3 separate regions of the Zea mays genome follow, and all the other regions are linked to region 2. Evidence: chromatin contacts called from public Hi-C data. All regions are on one chromosome and are shown on one strand. Each heading gives the region's core, a stretch centred on a gene start, on an enhancer-like site or on the middle of the called end of the contact. The rest is flanking DNA. Distances are from core to core; before and after follow the strand shown. Region 1 holds the start of LOC100191523. Region 2 has its middle 79 kb from the start of LOC103638980. Region 3 holds the start of LOC100285358 (transmembrane emp24 domain-containing protein 10).

Evidence for each region. A called contact is a pair of places that touch in the nucleus more often than the background predicts.
Region 1: a Hi-C map of leaf shows a contact between it and region 2, with 6 times the contacts expected there. The contact joins the promoter of LOC100191523 here to the enhancer-like site in region 2. A contact is called at or near these places in 6 of 25 Hi-C or Micro-C datasets (bundle sheath, endosperm, leaf and 1 more) and 1 of 3 datasets of contacts at active chromatin or transcription factors (leaf).
Region 3: a Hi-C map of ear shows a contact between it and region 2, with 2.3 times the contacts expected there. The contact joins the promoter of LOC100285358 here to the enhancer-like site in region 2. A contact is called at or near these places in 3 of 25 Hi-C or Micro-C datasets (bundle sheath, ear and tassel).

What each region holds. Positions count from the first base shown.
Region 1 is chr9:123,921,434-123,924,133 of Zm-B73-REFERENCE-NAM-5.0, reverse strand. It overlaps LOC100191523, which reads left to right and starts at 1,411. Exons shown (of 11, transcript NM_001399164.1): 1 at 1,411-1,929; 2 at 2,037-2,140; 3 at 2,225-2,298; 4 at 2,382-2,550. The coding sequence starts at 1,542.
Region 2 is chr9:124,064,195-124,066,894 of Zm-B73-REFERENCE-NAM-5.0, reverse strand. No RefSeq gene overlaps it. Among protein-coding and RNA genes, the nearest start is that of LOC103638980, 79 kb to the right of the region's middle. Within about 2 kb of position 1,379, at least 17 of the 20 cell types and tissues checked have an H3K27ac peak or open chromatin away from gene starts, as enhancers often do. A contact at or near this core is called in bundle sheath, ear, endosperm and 2 more, where this site is marked.
Region 3 is chr9:123,904,099-123,906,798 of Zm-B73-REFERENCE-NAM-5.0, reverse strand. It overlaps LOC100285358 (transmembrane emp24 domain-containing protein 10), which reads left to right and starts at 1,303. Exons shown (of 3, transcript NM_001158250.2): 1 at 1,303-1,780. The coding sequence starts at 1,334. LOC103638978 reads right to left here and starts at 463. Exons shown (of 3, transcript NM_001301589.1): 1 at 416-463. It overlaps LOC118473383 (a long non-coding RNA gene), which reads left to right. Exons shown (of 2, transcript XR_004852742.1): 2 at 12-724.

The sequences.
Region 1 (2,700 bases), core at 162-2,661, 140 kb after region 2:
GTTGTGATTATTTTTGAGAATTTCAGTTTCGCCCTATTCACCCCCCTCTAGGCGACTATCAGGAGTTCGTCGTCTTCCGGGGCCGAGGCCGAGTCCGAGCCCTAGGGTCGGGCGAGGCGGAGCTTCCTATGGCGCCCGAGGCCGGACTTGGCTACTGTCAGCCTCTCTCTGTCGAGTGGCACAACAGTCGGAGTGGCGCAGGCGGCGCTGTCTTCTCGTCAGGCCGGTCAGTGGAGCGGCGAAGTGAATGCGGTCACTTCGGCTCTGTCGACTGAAGGGCGCGCGTCAGGATAAGGTGTCAGGCCATCCTTGCATTAAATGCTCCTGCGATACGGTCGGTCGGTGTGGCGATCCGGCCAAGGTTGCTTCTCGGCGAAGACTGGGCCTCGGGCGAGCCGAAGGTGTGTCCGTTGCTTGAGGGGGCCCTCGGGCAGGACGTGAATCCTCCGGGGTCGGCTGCCCTTGTCCGAGGCTGGGCTCGGGTGAGGCGAGGTCGTGTCCCTTGAGTGGACCGAGCCTTGACTTAATCGCACCCATCAGGCCTTCGCAGCTTTGTGCTGATGGGGGTTACCAGCTGAGATTAGGAGTCTTGGGGGTACCCCTAATTATGGTCCCCGACAATTATAATCCCAAACAAACACCCTTTAGACTTGTTTGTTCCCTTCCGGAATTATATAATCCAGCTTATAGATTATATAAGCATTTATTGACCTGCTTATAGATTATTATATTTAGGTATCTAGATTACATAATACACCTAATAATCTTGTGTTGTTTGTTTACTTCTCAACTTATTTAAGTTGGATTATATTCCATCTTTTGTTTTTTATTTGTCTGTTTTAGTTAAAAATGAACTAACAAACGACAAATATTCGAGAACGAGATAGTATAATCTATAGGATAATCAGACATGTCCTTAGAGGGTGTTTGTTTAGAATTATAATATGTATAGAATATATAATCCAACAAATTTTGAACTAACAAGTTTAAAATTTGATAGATTATATAATCTGGGCACATTATAATCCTAAACAAACACCATCTTAGTAATTTTTTATTTAGTGCTCCGTTTGGATGTGAAGAAGATGGAGTTGAATACCAAATCATGTATGATACTGAAATGAGATGTAATTTTAATTCTATTGTTTGGATGTCGTTGAATTGGAGTTTGAAGTTATGCGGTCTAATTTTACGCAATACCGAGATGAGACTTTATACTAGGAGAGGGGTTTCTAGTTATAGCCTAATTCTAAAGAATTGAGTCTCTATTTCCAAATCTTAATTTTATGCAACTAAACAACACAATTTAGAAAAACTGTTTTCAATTTCTTCTGTGCTCCAAACGAGGTGGAGTATTTAGAAGTAGATAAGCGCCTCTGCTGCACGAAGCGATGAACGCACTCTGACGGTCTTGCCACTACAAATAAGCCGCACCGCATTTCGGAAGGCCACGCGACCGCCACCTCCCCGAAGCTGCCGCGACCGATCGAGCGAAGCGTCGCTCCCCGCGCCGCCGCCAAAACCCTAGCTTCTCCTACTCCATGGCCACTGTCTCGCTCACCCCGCAGGCTGTCTTCTCCACGGAGTCCGGTGGCGCCCTGGCCTCTGCTACCATCCTCCGCTTTCCGCCAAACTTTGTCCGCCAGCTTAGCACCAAGGCACGCCGCAACTGCAGCAACATCGGCGTCGCGCAGATCGTCGCCGCCGCGTGGTCCGACTGCCCCGCCGCTCGCCCCCACTTAGGCGGCGGCGGCCGCCGCGCCCGCGGCGTGGCCTCCTCCCACGCCGCGGCTGCATCGGCCGCCGCCGCCGCCTCCGCGGCGGCGGAGGTCAGCGCAATTCCCAACGCTAAGGTTGCGCAACCGTCCGCCGTCGTCTTGGCCGAGCGTAACCTGCTCGGCTCCGACGCCAGCCTCGCCGTCCACGCGGGTACCCTACCCTGCTAGCTCGTCTCTTTACTGTAAGATCTAGGTTCTATGCTTTTTTCCCCTTTCGATGATTCCTTTGTGGCTTTGCTGCCTTTTTATCTGAAACAGGGGAGAGGCTGGGAAGAAGGATCGCCACGGATGCGATCACCACACCGGTAGTGAACACGTCGGCCTACTGGTTCAACAACTCGCAAGAGCTAATCGACTTTAAGGTAGTGAATATTCGTGCTTGCTCTTGTCTAATTTGACGGATGTGAGTTTTGACGCCGAAATATTAAGTTTTATCTGTTCCTTAGGAGGGGAGGCATGCTAGCTTCGAGTATGGGAGGTATGGGAACCCGACCACGGAGGCATTAGAGAAGAAGATGAGGTGATGCTCGATAGTGGAAATGTCGGCACCCTGTTGGTTGCATTTGGCTGGAGGCTAAACAGTTGCGTGTTCTCATGGTGCAGCGCACTGGAGAAAGCAGAGTCCACAGTGTTCGTGGCATCGGGGATGTATGCAGCTGTGGCTATGCTCAGTGCACTTGTTCCGGCTGGTGGGCACATTGTGACCACCACGGATTGCTACCGGAAAACAAGGATTTACATGGAAACTGAGCTCCCCAAGAGGGGAATTTCGGTAATACCATGCGATCTTTTAAGCTCTACTTGTTTTTAGAACGGGACATCTGCTATCACTATTGGTTGTCTTCCTGTCACTGTGCTACAGTAGTGGGTCTACAATGAACTTGCTCTTATTCAGTTAAAATTACTCTGTCGTGTTGTCCTT
Region 2 (2,700 bases), core at 130-2,629:
TAAGTTTAAAATTTCGTGCTTGTTTCTTTCGTTTTTTTTTTAAAAAAAGTTCTTGTAACATTGGTCCAATACATCTTGTTGGCTTTTTTTTACTGTCACCTTCCCATGGTTTTCTGCTTTCTCTGCCCCTGTCCCCCCTGTCCCTGTTGAGAATAGTTCCACGTTGTGTGATGTAGATTGTCAAGCATGATTTGTATGGTTGATGGTGTAAGCTTTTTGGGAGTGTTGGCACAATATAAATAAAGCCTGCTGCTATGCGTTTGGGCGTATGTGTCGTGGTCTGACGACTTGGATAGGGTGCGATGTGTGTGCGAGCGACCCGACGGGCACACCATGTGTCAGCAGTCTGGTTCCAAGAATTGGTATCAAATCAGGTTAGCCCAGTGCATTCTCAGACAAATCTCGACTCACAACGTGTGAGAGAAGATTATTAAAAATAGTCACACATTGTGTGTTGTGGGTTGTCAAGTATGGTTTGTATGGTTGAGGGTGCAAACCTCTAATGGGCTAGTTTTTTGTGTAAGTGTTGACTCAATAGATCTAAGGTGTCGTTTGGTTCACAAAATGTAACGTAAATGATAATGATAATGATTCACACTCGAATACCGGTGACAACAAGTTTGAATAAGCCGATATCTATTTATAGTATGATATCGATTACGGTTAAATTTAAACAAACATAATTTAACGTTATGGGTTAACCATTACGTCACTGGTGTGTGAACCAAACGGCATACCAATGCGTTCGCGCGCGTGTGTCATGGTCCGCTCTCTCTCTCTCTCTCGTTTTTGCATACGGGAGTATTGTTATTGGCTTCCCCTCGTTTTCTTTTGTTGCCTCCTTTGTCTTTCAGCTGAATGCAAACAAATGGGAGTATATTTTTTACTGGCTTGACTTCACATTCACTAGGAAGCAGCGCCACTTGGGATTGTCTACTTGCCTCGCTTCTCGTTTTTCGGATTGCCACCTCGATCTGTCTGCAGTGGGAGGAGCGGTACCCAGATATTCTCCATTTTTAGCGTCACTCGGGAGTCGGGACACACTGCAGAATGCCCAATCTGTTGTTGCTACACGACATGCATATGCTGACCTAGCTAGGTCTGGAATTGCTGCAGATAAAAGCGCCGCCGCAAGGTCGAATCCACTGGGTCCTGGCCTGGCCACGAAGTTAACTAGGTGGCAAAGCTTTAGGGTCTGTTCGTTTGCATATGAATAAACTCGGATTCGTTCCAACTCATCAAAATTTATATAAGTTAGAGAAGTAATCCGGCTAGAAATTATTCCAGATCTTCAATCCCTAGAAACCGAACAGGACCTTAGCCGGATCAGAATATGGGTGCACGAGTGACTATCATTCTGGGCTGGCTGGGCTGGGCTGGCTAAAAGCAATCATTAATCAGCTGAGCCACTAGTAACTCGATCGTCAGGTTGTGTGTCACCATCCATCCTGCAATTTGCACGACGACGCTGCGAGCACTAGCTACTAGTCTACTACTCGCCACTATATTAGCAGTAGTCGTTGTTGTTGATAAGGCTATACATGCCATCTCCAATCAGCGTCGAGGATTGCGCGGTGGTTCCGTTTATTCATGTCGCCACAAGAAGAAGAAAAGCTTGCTGCATGTCCCTTTCTAATTGGACCACACATTATTTGTTTTTTTTTCACCCAAGAGGTGCAGTGTTTAAATAATAATCTAGTACGTACGTAGGTTGGCAGATTGCAGTATGGCATCCGGGTTTTGGAATATTCGGAAAGCAGAGAAAGCAAAAATCATTCCGTCCAAATCAGATACTAGCAAGTTGTCCAAAAGAAAGGAGTGCTGGCCCACGCACAGGCCCATTTCATGCCTTTCTGTGTGTGAATGCATGTGCGTGGCAGCGCGGGTCGCTCACAAGTCCGAGTACCCCTCCGTGGAAGAAACTAGATGTGCACGACAATCAGTCCAACAATTATCCAGCCATGTTCATGTTGTTAACAGGTTAAGTGCAAAATATATATATATATATATATATATATATATATATATATATATATATATATATATATATATATATATATATATATATATATATATATATATATATATTAAGAGCCATGTGCTTCCAATAACTAGAGAAAGCTCAGGTTGAATGGTGCAAACCGGTCGAGCCGGACCAGGTCCGGACGTCTATAAAACATGACCCGGAGTGTTAGGGTTCAGCTTTTTACGCTCCACACCGATTTATTAGCGACGGCGCCTGCGACGACGGCAGTTGCCCGAAAGTGTGCGCGACGGTGGAACCCCAGCCGGTGGCCGCGACTCCCTGACCTCGACGAGCGGTGGCGGCGATTCCTCGATCCGGAGTAGTGGCGGCGGCCCCCCAATCCAGAGAACGAGCGACAGCAGGGCCCTTGTGCGGGCAAGCGGCGGCGTCCCCCGGGCCCCGAGGCAGCGGAACTTTCAAGACCAGCGAGCAAACAACGCCCCTCAATGTGCGAGTAGCGACGACGACGCATGAGGTTCGAGCGAGCGGCGTCATGGAAGGCACGAGGTGTGTGCAGCGATGATCGTGCGTGACATCCTCCGATCCGGCGCAATTTGGGCGGCCCGAGTGACGATCTTCATTTGTGCTTGTGTCATCGACGACGTCCTCCGGCCACTACCTCATCCAATTCGTGTTTTCTTTTCGATTATTTTGTTTTATGCCTACCACAGTAT
Region 3 (2,700 bases), core at 54-2,553, 160 kb after region 2:
TTTCTTTTCAGGCAACCAACGCAAAAGAAACGGTGTTCAGTTCATCTCTTCCCGTAGCATGATAGGCGAAGCGCGCCAGGGCTGTATGGAGCGGGAGGCCAAGCGCGTCAGGTGGCTGGAGCATGAGATCAGGGCCAAGGCCCTGACGGTCGCCCGTCTCAGATTGAGAAGCGGCAGAAGCGGCAGATCGAGAAGCGGCAGAAGCGGTAGATCAGGGCCAAGAGCTACCATTCTTGGCGAGGGGGCCTGCTAGGATGCGGCATGTGGTTGGAAAGGGGAGCACGGACGAGTCACCCTTGCCACTGGATCTAGAACTCCCACGAACTGGATCTAGAACTCCGATGAACTGGATCTAGAACTCCGACGAGCAGTCTATCGCGCAGTCCACTAGTTCGAGATTTAAGAGATCTGTTACCTGGACGACGACGAAGACTTGGCGCCCGCTGCTGGCGTCCGAGGAGGGAGGCCTGGTGGCGGCGCGGCACTGGCGTTCGAGGAGGAGGAGGAGAGCTTTCAGCTGAATCCAGCACTGACGCGGCACTGGCCTGGCCTGGTGGTGGCGCGGCACTGATGCCGACCCGGACGATTGATTCCGGCTAGGGTTGGAGGGTTTGAGTTTTGTATACGGCAGTATCCGATTCGAATATACGTGATTTCAATAGAACCCATGACAAACACATGTAACGTTATCTAATACCCGAAGAAATCATTTACCGTTACATTACATCGAACCAAACACGTCGCAAGTGTAGTAGTTCTAAGACTAGTATTTATTAGGGATTGTTCGTTTTTGCTCTTAATCATATAGATTAGGTGTAATTAAATAAATTTAAATTCTAAACAAATCACAATCTTTTATAATTTTTTTATGTCATTCAGTTCACATCGATAGAAATAACCTTACTTGGAAAGTATTTGGTTCCTAGACCGGTGGATAAAACACATCTCACTCGTCAAGGAAGCTCAGTTCGGTGACAGTGGCCACGATGGTCATGACCACGTATAGATAAAACAAAGAGAACTCGATCTGGTGAACAATTTGTAACAGTGTTTGTTACGTATATTTAAGCAAACTGTCAACACGTCCACAACGTCAAATACGTGCTTTCAGAAGAAATTGGCTTAGCTAGCCCAACGTCAAGTACATTTTTCGAGGAGTCGACACGACGACACGTCCACAGGTTGCGAAGTGCTGTCTATAGATTTTTTTACATATTTGTTTTCTTGACAAAGAAAAAGGAAAGATCAAAATACGTACTGGTGCGGTCTTTACTTCTGCAGTTCGCCTCAACGATCCAACGCAACACCGCAACGCTCCCTCGATCTAGCCGCCATGGCCGCGCGCGTCCCCGGTTCCCTCTTGGCTCTCCTCCTGCTCATCCTCGCGACCGCGTCCCCCACCGGCGCCCTCCGCTTCGACCTGCGTTCGGGCCACACCAAGTGCATCTCCGACGACATCAAGGTGGGCGCCATGGCCGTCGGGAAGTACCAAGTCATGGCCCCCGACGGCGTCGCCTCTTCGTCGTCGTCGCCACAGCAGCTCCCGGACTCTCACCGCATCTCGCTGCGGGTCACCTCGCCCTACGGCAACAGTCTGCACTACGCGGAGAACGTGCACTCGGGCAACTTCGCCTTCACGGCCTCCGAGGCCGGCGACTACCTCGCCTGCTTCTGGGCGCCCGATCACCGCCCGCCCGCCATCGTCGCGTTCGAGTTCGACTGGCGCAGCGGCGTCTCCGCCAGGGACTGGAGCGCCGTCGCCAAGAAGGGTCAGGTCCAAGTGAGTGCTCCTCGTCCTCCTCCTTGTATATAATCCGAGCATGCCGGCGCGCGAGCGCAACACTTGATTGAATGTGCATTCATTTCTCATATATGTGCATTTGATTGAATGCCAGATTTTGTTAAAGTGAGTTGACGGTAGATATAGCTATATAGGCTCAAGGTTGATCTAGTTGAATATATGACAAATTTGGTTGTATTTGTTTGTGACATAATTTGGTTATGTCTATGGGCTGGTCTTTTTTTTTCCTTCAAAATTTGCACGAGCACATATTTAATTAAAACAAGAATTGCGTCAAGTTTACAACCAATTAAAAACACTAGAAACAAACAGAACAACCGCGGACAGCTACCTGCCCAGGCCAACACAACTACCTGATGAACAGAGAAGAAAACAACATGGGGCATGTGCCCTTGGGACACAAACTATACCGAAAGCTAAGGAAATCCTAGCGCCTAGTGGATCAGCAACAGGAGGAATGACATCGCTTTGAACATGCCCTGGCTGATTACTCTTGAGCATTCCGTAGTGACCGTCTGACCGAGGGATCAGAATAACTGCTAAACCAAGACCTTTCCTATTATCTTTCGGCACCTGCTTACAGCTTTCTAGCCACCACACTGGGAGCTCCTGATCACTGATCACCAGATGACATCAGGTTTTATGGCTTGACAGCTCTCAACACTCAGAAGCAAACCTTCTTGCTGTAGGAGGCTAGGAACCTCCTAGAAGCAACCAAGCAGGTGATCCACAGATTTTTGGAGAGCGAGTCCATGCATAGACAACAGTCATTTACCATTGTTCGGTATATGTGGTTGTGTCAAGGCAAAAACATTATGCCAAATCTTTTGTGTTTCAGATGTTTCATAAGAGTGGTAATTTTTTTAGTATTGTCATGCTGACTAAAACAACATGATTTA